Regions from separate parts of the Sus scrofa genome. Here regions 1 and 2 are each linked to region 3. Evidence: chromatin contacts called from public Hi-C data. All regions are on one chromosome and are shown on one strand. Each heading gives the region's core, a stretch centred on a gene start, on an enhancer-like site or on the middle of the called end of the contact. The rest is flanking DNA. Distances are from core to core; before and after follow the strand shown. Region 1 holds the start of LOC110260076 (branchpoint-bridging protein-like). Region 2 holds the start of AGFG2 (arf-GAP domain and FG repeat-containing protein 2). Region 3 holds the start of C3H7orf43.

Region 1 (4,302 bases), core at 857-3,356, 450 kb before region 3:
CAAACTCCTATGCATCCTTTAAAACCCAGGTCAAAGGTGAAGCCATCTCAGACCCCACCAGGAAGTTAGCCATTTTGTTCTTCACTTTTCTACATCAGGGCTACTCTTCTTACATAACCCATCTTAGTCATCTCACAGTAACTAATATACCCACCTTCCCAGGCAAATAGTGGACTCCTTGAAGGCAGGGGCCATTTTATGCTCATCTTTGTATCTGCAGGGCCCAGCCCAGGCCTTCGCTTACAACAGGTACTCAGCATGTGTGTAGTAGTTAGAAAGAAGCACTAGTCCTTCTGTCCTTTCCTGAGTTGCTGATAGTCACCTGTACAGCATCAAAGTCCCTCATCAACAGTAATACTCAAGCTGGGGGGTGAGATTCTGATAAACGGAAAGGCTGATTTTCAGAACCCCTAACCAAACTGCCTTCAGGCAAACTAGAGGCAAATTCTGTTATTAACCTTTAGATCAAAGGCTTTCAAACTCTTGTGACCTCAACCAACAGTAAGATTTATGTCATAACTAGTACATGTGTCTATATACACATCTACAACTGAAACAGTGTCAACAAGATATTACCATTGAAGCTGCACTTTTTCTTTTTTACTTGCTTTTTAAAAGGCTATGACCCAGTGAATTGATTTTAAACCTCACAAACGGTCACCACCCACTTGGATAACATTGCTTTAGATGACTCGTTTGATAAACATGAGAAATCAGATCCTCCTACAAATATCCAAACAAAAAAGTACTTATGGCCTGTATGCCCAGTAATTCAGAGGAAAGGCTTTCCTTTCCCTCTTAGAATAGCCTAGCCAGAGGGGTCTGAATAGCTGTTTAGAACAATTTGCCCCCCGCCACCAGGAATCGAATGTAGCTGTCAGTTTGTCGGTTCCCACGACAGCCTTAACAGCCTTTTACAAAGGAGGGGCCTGTCTTTGCGTCCATCATCCTTATACCCTCACCTTTCCTGTGCCTGGTAACCAGCACCAGAGTAGTGCCTGATGCTTTACACCCCAGCTGGCAAGAATATACACATTATCCACCCTGCCTTCTTCTGAGAGGATGAAAAAAAAATTTTTTTTTGGCTGCCCTGAGGCATATAGAGCTCCTGGGCTCAGGATCAGATCCTTAGCCCAGTGTGTGGGGATGGCGATCCAACCCGCATCCCAGCACTCCCAATCCCACTGCACCACAGTGGGAGCTCCTGAGAGAATGAAATATTTGAAAGCAAACATCAGGATTTTCAGACTTCTGTTTTGTGCTAAAGTTTGTTTTATGCTGCAGTGTCTGTGGTACAATTTATGCTCTTTCTGTGAAGGCAGGAAACACTGTTTCCCCTCTTGTACCTACGTCCTTGTAAAATTTTACTCCTACTCTCCTTTCCAGGTACACACTGAATTTACACAGCAGAGAGGTGGTGCAGTTGGGTGGCCAGGCACTAACACAACTTGATGCTTTTTATTGTATAGGACAATGGTTACAGACCACAAAGATTCAGGAAGACTCACGGCTTGAGCCCAACAAAAGACAATATTCACCCTCTCAATTCAGAGTCCTCTGGATGGTGAGGGGATAGGCTTTATCCTACATGGTCCTGGTAGGAGGTTCATGTACTCAGTACAAAAGCCACTTCTGAGCCAAGCTGTATGGGATGGGTGGATAAGGTGGGCCGGCCTCATCTCCTTTACTTAGGTGTGACCCTGAAGACACGGATGTGGATGGCTGAGTTGTTGCGGATACGCGTCAGTGGCTCTCGTGTATCAGTCTCTGGTTCCAGCTCATCGACAAGCTCCACGGTGGAGGTATTGGCAGCTACCTGCAAGGACCCGAAGCTGCCAGCCTGCAGCTGCAGGGCAATGTTGATGGCGCGGTTGATGGCCAGGCCCAAGCCATGAATGTAGATCTCAGTGCATGCATTCTGACCCCTTACCCCTCCGTCCAGCAGCTTCTGGCAGCGGGCCAACTGGGCCTTAAAGTCAGTCTTCATGTTGACATAAATGTCATTGGGCCTCCGGGGCAGGCGGTGGGGAAGCCGCTTCCGCAGGGTGTATTCCACCGGGTCCAGCTCGGCCTCGACGGCCCCGCGGGGTTCTCGGTTTTCAGCCATGCAGTGTGCCCTGGTGTGGGAGAAAGATCAGCCATGGGTGAGGAGAGACCAGGTTTCGTTTCCTACCCCGTTTCCCGCCCAAACGGTGCAGCCAAGAGGGGTCGCACTCGACGCCCCTCGTCGCTTCAAGTCTCAGTCCCTTCCCACTTACCTCAAGCTCAAGCATCTCCCCCACCTCCGGTTCCCATTCATCCATCACATCGCTCCCAATCTCAGGCCCCTCCACCGCCCCAGCTATTCCCACGCCTACCTTCTTCGCTCCACAGTGCCCTCAGCGCGCACGCAGCCCGCTCCCCTGCCAGGCCACTCGAGCGTTGCGCCGACCAGTCTGAAGGGAAGGAGCTGCCCGCAACTCCCAGGCCCCAAAAAGGGAAGAGAAGGGAAGGGACTCGCCGCAGGAACGCCGAAACACGGGCGCCCTTAGTACCAGGCTCCTGAAAAGGCCCCCGAGTGCGCAGGCGCGCCCATACCCCGTGGCCAGGCCCGGGCGATCCGCGAATCGCCTTCCCGGCATCCGTTCTCCCCGCCCCTTTCCTGAGTTGCTCGCAAAACCGCGCGATGTGTTTGAGTAACGCGAGGCTTCCGGGGGTGATGGGATCTACCACTTGTAAGCTGCAGAGGCAGGGGGCGTATACCAAGTCGAAGCCGGGGAGGATCTGGAAAGAGAAAGGTTAGCTTCCCTGGGCCAATCCCACCCAGTACTCGGTTCCCGGAGGAGTCATGAAGGGGAGAAAAGAGAGGAGGTTTTCTAGGGGCGTGGAGGATTTAGGGGTAAGGGTCTTCCAAAGGTGTGAGGGAGGACGGCGAATTCCACTGATCTTGATCGCGAATGGCCTAAAGAGAAGTCTGGACTCCCGGGTCCATCGCAGTTCCTCGGGTCAGAGGAGGTGTGGCAGAACTGACCTCCCGTCCAAGATTCCGGCTGCCCGAAGATGGGGGCAAGCAAGGCCCGGCCCTTGGCGGAGGACAAGTTCTTTGGCTCGGGGACTCCTCTGCAGTTTACGGGGACCCGTTCTTCTCCCCTTTCTCTGACCAGGGTGACCTCCAGGCCAGCGCCTGGGGACGCGAGTTGTGAGCCGTGGGGCTAGCCTTTACAGCTTCCCTGTGGCTCGCAGACCCACTAGCACTCCTCAGTCGTCATCCACCAGCTCTTTGGCTTCTGCCCGCCACCCAGGAGCAGGGACCTGCGCCCCCTGGCGGGAAGGGCAGGGCAGCACAGAGGGATTGGAGGCTCCCTAAGGCCAGTGGGGAGGGGTTCTCGGCCCAGGTTGCTTTAGCTTTGGTGGAGTTCCACTGGAAACTGAGTTAGAGCTGCACTGGGGTCCTTGACTGTTCTTCGCTTGAGTTTTCTCATCACTCAAATAGGGATGACAATTCCTGTTCTTGCCACTGAGTTTCGAAACCCGATATAACCTTGGGTAAACTGTAAGCCTATACATTTGAGTTGGCATTTTTATGCCCCCTACACGGCTTTTTGTTGCCTGGGGTGGAGTCCGACTCCATTTGACTGGAGGTTGTAAAGTGGTCAGGTTCCTGAGAACTTTCCCAGCACCATTTAAATCCTGTGGTTCTTTTTAGCTTCAGATATTTACAAGTTTGGGGGCTATTTGGGGGTGAGGAGGAAAGCCTGTCTACCACTTTATTCTGCCTCAGAAGTGACATATGAGCTGAGTTTTGATGGACAAACAGGAGTTCTTCAGGGAACCAAGGAGTATTCTGGAAACATTTTTAAAAGAATGGAAGTGTAATCCAAGCTTCCACCTCAAGGAACTAGAAAAAGAGCGAAGTAAAGCCAAAGGGAGAAGATGGGAGGAAACAATAAAGAACAAAAACCAATTAAATTATGAGAAAAAGAATGTATATATACGTGTGATTGGGTCACTTTGCTGTATGTAAAGCAGAAATTGGCACAACACTGTAAATCAACTATACTTTAATAAAAGCAAACCAAAAAACCTCCGTTAAACTGAACACAAGAAAACAATAAAGAAATTCAAACCAAAAGCTGGTTCTTTGAAAAAGATCAATAAAATGGATAAGCCTCCAGCAAGACTGACAAAAGAACAAGAGAACGAAGATTCAAGTTATGATTACCAGAAATGAAAGAGAGGATAGCACTAAAGATCCCTCATACATTAAAGTATACTTAGAGTAATATAGACCACGCTACAGACAAATTCCACAATTTATGGACC
Region 2 (4,100 bases), core at 1,272-3,771, 310 kb before region 3:
ATCAATCCTTAGGCCACACTTACCTCCACCCAGTGTCTGTCCAGATCACAGATGTTTTGACTTGTCAGCAGTGAGATCAACAATAAAGACCACAGGGGAAAGTGGGAAAGTTCTGCAAATTGTGCACTGATATGAAGGAGTTAACTTTTCCAGCAGAAGAAACCAGGTTTTTAATGTGAGCCACATCCCTTGGCCCTCCTTCTGTCCTGATTGAGGGATATTCATTGTAGAAGGGAAATGTTATCTACAGGATACTTTAAACCAAGATCTATGAACTAATGATAATGATGTCAGCACTTGCCATTTATTCAGTATTTTATCTTTCATGCCATCACAGTAACCATGGGAATGAATTAACACTGTTTCCTAACATTTTCTTCTTGGGGCCTAGACTCTGGTATGCCATCAATTTTATCCCCCTGCTTCCTTTTACTTCTCTCCAGACTCTATAATCAGATTTGCCTTTTCATAACAGGATCTTCAGGAATCTGCTTTCTACACTATGCTATAAATATTCCTAAACTTTGCTCCTATTCTCCTCAAAGTAGGTCCCAGCCTCAGGTCTCTATCCTTCTACTTCATTTGAGCCTCTCTGTACTTTTGACACATTCCTGTTTGGTTCTAAACCACTGTCCCAAGAGCCACAGTGCTTTTCACTTAGGCTAAAATCAGGTCTATCCTCACAGCACACGAGCGAGGTTGATCAACATAGAAGATTGACTAAGGAGGTAAAAACTGAATAGAGAAATCCTAAACTGTATGAGGAGACCTGGATTCTCATTTCTGTTCTGCCATGATCAGAGCTAATATCAAACAACAAAGGCTGAAAACAGCAACCCCCATCTGGCACTGAATAAGTTACTAAACCTCTCTTTGGTTCTGTTCTCCCATCTGTCACGCAAGAACAATGCTGCTCCCTCTTCGGCTCCTAAAGGTGTGAGAAGAAACAAGGGATGCACTCCTAGTTAAAAATGAAATCAACCAACCAATGTATTCATACTAAAAAGTCAAAATAAATCCCTTGATAAACTTATAAAAAATAGACAGGCTTGGTATCACATGTTAGTCATGCATCTAACCAGATAATTCCCTAAGGGGTAAGAAGAACCTTACTATGTAACCAGAAATCTGGGCTGGAACCATGGCTCTAAATTAGCTCAGGCATGACCAAACAGAGTGCCAACCTCTAGGGTAGCATTGCAGATTATACAACAAAGCCCCCTCAAATCTAGGAAGAGCTGCCAGATGCTACTACCAGGAGCAAGGCATGGCAACAAGGAGCTTAAAAGTGTAAATTATTACACTTAAGGATGGCTCACCCAGAACCCCAAACCTTTGGAAAAGTTAAGTTCTCTAACAGGGCAATCCACCAGCATCTCTTAGATTTGTAAGAAATTTCCCTCTGGGTAGCATTCCAAAGATTAGAATCTTCTCCTGAACATTGGAACAGGGCTCTGTACCTGCCATTATCTCTTCTTGTCGAGGTGGGTTAACTTACCTATTTTAAATCGTTTTCTCCGTCCCACACTCCAGGATGGGCACAAGCCAGAGGGAAGAAAGGTACCCCTTCATTCTGAGCCTAGCTTGCTCTATTGCTTTCTTGCTTGCCCTCCACCTACACGAAGTTCCCTTTCAAGGTGTTTTTGTCATCTTCCAGCTTTTAAAATCTCTAACCCCCTCACCCCCAGAATCCTTCAATTGTCGCCTCCTTTAGGGAGTTTCTCCAGTTCTCTCATTTCCTTCCTTTCCCCTGCAACGCGACTCCAAGCGTGTCTTGTCTCCTCTGATCCTCTCCCTTTCCCATGACAATTCTGCAGCAGACGACCCTCTCTGCACATCCCGCGCGTCCCAGGCCTCCCCGCCGCCCCCAACCTCAGCTCTGTCCCTCTGCCCGGGGTCCCACTGTCCCCAACGCCAACACTCCGCTGCTTCTTCCCTGTCCTCCCCCCGTGTCGTTCCACTCACAGGAGGCCGGAGCAGGTGGTACAGACGAAGCTGCCCACAGTGATATCCACGTAGGTGACCCCGCGCTGGGCGCACTCGAAGCAGTGGCGGTTCCCGGCCTGGCTGCAGCCTCCCAGCTCCCGCACCCGACGACACCACACCTCGGAGGCCGCCTCTGCCTCCGCCTTTCCCCCGCCGACCCCGCCACCTGGTCCTGGGCCCTTCTTCGCCGCCATCACCATGGCCGCTCAATCCCGCAGACCTCCTCCCGGCAAGTCAGCAATCGCCCCTTCAACCACTGCCGCCTTCCCGCCTCCTCTGCCGCCTCTGCACGCCCGGCTCCCCTGACAGAAGCTAGGGAGCCGGCGGCATCCGCGCGAGACTCCTCAACCCCCTGCTTCGCCTGTCCTGCACGCTGATTGGCTAGTCTCCTCCGCCTCCTCACTCTGATTGGCGCGACATTGGACGGTCTAGAATTGAGGGAGCCGCCAACGCCACGCCCCACTGCCTTCAGACCTCAGGCCCCTCGGATTGGCCTGCAGAGACCCTGGCCGCGAGCACCGTGCGTGCTCTCTCCTTGTCCCCGCCCCCTCTCGCCACTGCCTCCAGGGCGGCCCGCCTCCCACACTCGATTGGTGAGTCCTCGGAACTCGGCCTCCACGCTGACTCTACTGGCTGTCGAGGCCGCAAAGATAGCGCGCGAGAAAGAGTGGGTGTCCCGCGCGTGCGCAGCTCTGGTCCTCCTGCCAGGTGTTATTTCCCGCTAAATTTCAAAGGCCTAGTCTCAGCTAGACTGTGCTGAGAGGAACTCAAAGTCGAAGGGAAGTGGCTGTATGAGGCGCCCAGGGTAGGGGGCTCTCAGAGGAAGGAAGGGAGAAGGGGAAAGAGTGCTTTCTATACGCTTCTGTATTTACTCCTACCCTGTGCCGTAGGAAATCTCATTGTACAGAGAGCTTTAGGTATACAACTTGCTGTAGGTCATGCAACTTTCGTGGCCCAGCCAGGTTTCTGATTTAGGTCATTTGACTTCAGAAACTCTGCTTTTGGAGTTCCCGTGGTGGCTCAGCGGTTCGCGAACCCTACTAGCTTTCACGAGGACGCGGGTTAGATCCCCTGGCCTCGCTTAGTGGGTTAAGGATCCGGCATTGCCGTGATCTGTGGTGTAGGGTGCAGATGCTGTTTGTAACTGCGTTGCTGTGGCTCTGGCGTAGTCTGGCAGCTACAGTTCCAATTGGACCCCTAGCCTGGGAACCTTCCTATGCAACGGGTGCAGCCCTAAAAGACAAAAAAAAAAAAAAAAAAAAAAAGAAAGAAACTCTGCTTTTAACCATCACAGTATCCGTGGAACAGTATTTGACCATTCATTTGACAAACACTTGGTTTCAGGCACAGCTGTAGATGCGGGGAGTATAGCAGTGCACCAACCAGTCAAAATTCCTATCCTCATGGAGCTTACATTCTAGTCGGGGAGGCAGACAATAAATCAGAGAATCAGCAGCAGGTGATTAGTTCTAGGCAGAGAATCAAAATAAGGTATCCTAAAAGTGATGACTTGGGTATTTCAGACCAGTCAGGGAACCATCTCAGAAGCTGTGATATTTAAGGTAAGACCTGAGTAACTAAAGAGGAGTCAGCTGTGAGGAGATTTGAGAAGGAGCAACCCAGGCAGGAGAAACAGCACCTGTGGAGGCCTTAAAGCATGAAGAAGCCTGGTGTGTGGACGCAGAGAAAGGAAAGCAGAGTGACTGGAGTGTGGTGAGTGAGGGGAGAGTGGGGGTGGTGGGGGTGGATTATACTGAAGTGGAAACTGATCATGTAGAACCTTCCAGACTTTGGTAAGGATTTGGATTTTCTTCTAAGTGTGATGGGACGCTGTATTAGTTAGAATTAGGTCCCTTGGAGTCCTCCTGGCTCAGCGGGTTAAGAACCCGACAGGTTAAGCGGGTTAAGAATGTGTGAGGATGCAGGTTTGACCGTGGCCTCACTAAGTGGGTTAAGGATCTGGCATTGCTGTGAGCTGTGGTGTAGGTTGCAGATGAGGCTTGGATCTGGCGTGGCTGTGGCCCTGGCTATGGTCGGCAACTGTAGCTCCGATTCTACCCTTATCCTGGGGAATTTCCATATGCCACGGATGTGGCCTTAAAAAAAAAGAAAAA
Region 3 (3,950 bases), core at 593-3,092:
ATGGCTCCCCTTTTGCAGATGAGCAAACTGAGTCTCAGAGATGTCAAGTGCCTTACCCAAGATCTGTGCAGCTAGTGAAGGAAGCTGAGAGGTTCCCAGCAGAGCTGTCAGAAGGAGGCTGGAAGAGGCTGGGGGTTCAGCAGGCACTGGGTTTGCTCTTAGTTTGTTCCTGGCCTAGTTCTCTCTCCCTAAGTCTGTTTTCTCTCCTCTGCAGGTACTTCAGGTCATGCCTTCTGACAGCTTCTTCTTTTCCATTGTTCGAGACCCAGCAGCTCTGACCCGCTCTGCCTTCTCCTACTATAAATCCACCTCATCGGCTTTCCGCAAAGCACCCTCCTTGGCTGCCTTCCTGGCCAATCCTCGAGCCTTCTACCGGCCAGGGGCCCGTGGAGACCACTATGCGCGCAACTTGCTATGGTTTGACTTTGGCCTCCCCTTCCCTCCAGAGATGAGGACCAAAAGAGGGAATCCTCGCCCCCCCAGAGACCCCAAGGCCCCACAGCTGCGTGTCTTGCCTTCTGGTGCTGGCCCTCCAGCCCACACCCTGGATCCTAACGCTCTCTTCCATCCTGTTCCCACCCTTGCTGACGGTCACAGTAGGACATCCAGCCCTGCTTCTTCAGATTTGGGATCTTCATCCTTCATCCAGTGGAGTCTGGCCTGGCTGGACTCTGTCTTTGACTTGGTCTTGGTGGCTGAGTACTTCGATGAGTCACTGGTCCTGTTGGCAGATGCCCTGTGCTGGGGGCTAGATGACGTGGTGGGCTTCATGCACAACGCCCAGGCTGGAGGCAGGCAGAGTGGAAGTGCTGTCAGTGACGATGGGCTGACTGCTGAGGACAGGCAGCTGACTGCACGGGCCCGGGCCTGGAACAATCTAGACTGGGCTCTCTATGTCCACTTCAACCACAGTCTGTGGGAACGGATAAAGCAATACGGCCAGAGCCGGCTGGACAGTGCTGTGGCGGAGCTCCGGGCTCGCCGAGAGGCCCTGGCTAAACATTGTCTTGTGGGGGGTGAGGCTTTAGACCCCAAATACATCACAGACCGGCGGTTCCGCCCTTTCCAGTTTGGGTCAGGAAAGGTTCTGGGCTACGTGCTTCGGAGTGGACTGAGCCTCCAGGACCAGGAAGAGTGTGAGCGCCTGGCTACCCCTGAGCTACAGTACAAGGACAAGCTGGATGCCAAGCAGTTTCCCCCAACAGTCTCTCTGCCCCTTAAAAATTCAAGGCTATCCTCTCCCTAGGCATCAGACCACTACATCTTAAGCTGAAGAGCCGCCAAGCCACAGGGCACATGTGATGAGTGTGGGGCAGTCAAATGCCCTGTTTCCCTCAGAAAGCATATCTGCTCCCTAGAGGACCAGTGGAACTTTGCATGGACTGGTCTCCATGACCTACTGCCTGTGCAGAGGAATCCCAGTCCTACCAGTAACCTCCTCCCTCCCCCTTTCGGCCCCTTCCTCTTTCCAGCACGACCCCCACACACTGCAGTTCCAAGTAGCACTCTCAGAGGTGCCCTGGAGGAGCAAACCTTGGAGTATGTCAGAGAAAGCTTGGAACCCAAAGGACTGGAATAATGAGTCCATTTCTATATGAAATATTTGTTACTGGGCTATGCTCATTTCACCATGAAATGTTTGTTGAATGAATAAATAATTTGGAACTTCGACCTGCTCTATGTAGGGTGGAAAGGGAAGGGGATGGAGCATCTTCCTAAGAGAAACGGGATAGGAGGGGGTTCTTTTAACATTTTGGGGGGGGGGGTTAGGGCCGCAGGTACAACATGTGGAAGTTCCCCGGCTAGGGGTCGAATTGGAGCTGCAGCTGCCGGCCTACACCACAGCCACAGCAATGCCAGATCCCAATACACCGCAGCTGGCAAAGCCACATCCTTAACCCACTGAGCGGGCCCAGGGATGAAAACCGCATCCTCATGGATATAGTCGGGTTTGTTTCTCCTGAGCCACAAAGGGAACTCCTAGCAGTTCTTCTTTAAGAAGTCTGTTTGCAGTATCTCCTAAACCCTTCCTCCCGCAGCCTAACCCCAGCCGCACCCCGCCCCTCTCCTTCACGGTCCGGTCACCCACAAATTCCGGGGCCTCGGAGGCCACGCCCCTTCCCTTCCGCTTCCGGTTTCTCGCCAGTCATTCGGCCCTGCACCCCGGTTCCGGCCCCCGCGGGGTGTCGGTTCCGGGTTCGTTGTCCCGGTTCCCGGTCCCGGTCGGTTTCTCGGGCCGGCCCGGCCGCGCGCAGCACCCGTCGGGGGTCGGGGCTCCCCGGGCCCACCCCGTCGGCCCCCTCGGCCTCCTCCGGCCCCACCTCGCCCCTGGCCCGCGCTGTCCTCGCAGCCCATGGAGTCCCAGTGCGACTACTCGATGTACTTCCCCGCCGTGCCGCTGCCGCCCCGCGCCGAGCTGGCTGGCGACCCGGGCCGGTACCGGGCGCTGCCCCGGCGCAACCACCTCTACCTGGGGGAGACTGTCCGCTTCCTGCTGGTGCTGCGCTGCCGGGGCGGCGCGGGGTCCGGCGCTGGGGGCGGCCCGGGCTTGGGCTCGCGAGGGGCCTGGGCAGAACTGGCGACCGCCCTGGCCGCCCTGGCCTCAGTCAGCGCCGGAGGCGGGGCTCCTGGGGGCGGCGGCTCCGGAGATCAGGATCCCGAACCCCCGGGGGGCGGGGATCCCGGCGGTGGGGGGGTGTTTCGAGGCTGCAGCCCCCTCCTCACCCATGGCCCGGGCCCTGCTACCTCAGGGGGAGCGACCACGGTGAGGAGCTCGGGGTGACACGGCAGAGGGTGGAGGGGCGGTGTGCTGGGCTCCAAAGACCCGGAGGGGAGAGGGAAGCCCGTAGCGGGAAGAGAATGACGGATGAGGAGAGGGGAGGGCAAGAACCACGTACCGGGCAGATCTTAAAGGGGACGCTGGCGCCGCGGGCTGCCTCTGACTCTCCTGACCTCTTCACCTCTTTCACCACCCAGCTGCCTGTGGAGGAACCAATTGTGTCCACAGATGAGGTCATCTTCCCACTCACCGTTTCACTGGACAGACTGCCCCCAGGGACACCTAAGGCCAAGGTAATACTGGCAAGGGGTAGAGCTGTTTCCTTATTTCAGACAACTGGCCTGTGTCTCTCCTCTCGACTGTGGTCCTGTGTCCCCTGTGCTCAGATTGTAGTGACCGTGTGGAAGCGGGAGGTTGAGGCACCAGAGGTCAGAGATCAAGGCTACCTGCGCCTGCTGCAGACCCGATCTCCTGGGGAGACCTTCCGGGGCGAGCAGAGCGCTTTCAAGGCCCAAGGTGGGGAGGAGAGTGCAGAGAGGAAATGTGGGAGCCTGGAATTTGGGGGACAGTGGAGGGGAGCTACTGCCAAGTGCCCAATCCCGGGAGAAGAGGAAGATTAGAACTGTGGGATGGAGGTGAGGTGTGCCCAGTCCGCCATCCCTTGCCTCCGCCCTCTCCTGCAGTGAGCACCCTGCTGACTCTGCTGCCCCCTCCGGTTCTGAAATGCCGCCAGTTCACTGTGGCTGGAAAACACTTGACTGTGCTCAAGGGTAAGCAGATTGGTGGCTCAGGTCTTGGGTAGCAGCCAGGGCACCGACTGGGTAACGGTCACTCTGGCCGGTGGAGGGGGGTGTCCATTTTAAGGAGGAAAAGGTGGGGTCCAATGGGTCCAGGCCCTCTGAGCCGAGCTGGTTGCCTTCTACAGTGCTGAACAGCTCCTCCCAGGAGGAAATTTCCATCTGGGATATCCGCATTCTCCCAAACTTCAATGCCAGTTATCTACCTGTCATGCCCGATGGCTCTGTGCTGCTGGTGGACAATGTCTGGTGAGGTCCTGGAAGGGGCAGGGCCACGAGGTGGTGGGGATGGGGCAGGGCGGAGAGCCCTGGCGTGGACAGATCGAGCTCTGACCCCTTTCTTCTGAACTAGTCACCAATCTGGGGAAGTCTCC

The links. Hi-C and Micro-C count contacts between places; a contact is called where the count stands out from the background.
Region 1: a Hi-C map of retroperitoneal adipose tissue shows a contact between it and region 3, with 1.6 times the contacts expected there. The contact joins the promoter of LOC110260076 here to the promoter of C3H7orf43 in region 3.
Region 2: a Hi-C map of embryonic fibroblasts shows a contact between it and region 3, with 2.1 times the contacts expected there. The contact joins the promoter of AGFG2 here to the promoter of C3H7orf43 in region 3. A contact is called at or near these places in 3 of 47 Hi-C or Micro-C datasets (embryonic fibroblasts, epiblast stem cells and subcutaneous adipose tissue) and 1 of 2 datasets of contacts at active chromatin or transcription factors (alveolar macrophages).

Annotation. Positions count from the first base shown.
Region 1 is chr3:8,606,508-8,610,809 of Sscrofa11.1, reverse strand. It overlaps LOC110260076 (branchpoint-bridging protein-like), which reads left to right and starts at 2,106. Exons shown (of 3, transcript XM_021087974.1): 1 at 2,106-2,144. The coding sequence starts at 2,106. POP7 (ribonuclease P protein subunit p20) reads right to left here and starts at 3,279. Exons shown (of 3, transcript XM_013995472.2): 1 at 3,011-3,279; 2 at 2,358-2,763; 3 at 1,419-2,117. The coding sequence starts at 2,107. The coding sequence ends at 1,685.
Region 2 is chr3:8,466,470-8,470,569 of Sscrofa11.1, reverse strand. AGFG2 (arf-GAP domain and FG repeat-containing protein 2) reads right to left here and starts at 2,521. Exons shown (of 13, transcript XM_005661910.3): 1 at 1,966-2,521. The coding sequence starts at 2,186.
Region 3 is chr3:8,160,630-8,164,579 of Sscrofa11.1, reverse strand. It overlaps C3H7orf43, which reads left to right and starts at 1,842. Exons shown (of 10, transcript XM_013995411.2): 1 at 1,842-2,764; 2 at 2,977-3,072; 3 at 3,166-3,295; 4 at 3,463-3,549; 5 at 3,705-3,825; 6 at 3,929-3,950. The coding sequence starts at 2,354. It overlaps LAMTOR4 (ragulator complex protein LAMTOR4), which reads right to left. Exons shown (of 8, transcript XM_013995418.2): 5 at 2,898-2,980. It overlaps GAL3ST4 (galactose-3-O-sulfotransferase 4), which reads left to right. Exons shown (of 5, transcript XM_013995412.2): 5 at 215-1,671. The coding sequence ends at 1,246.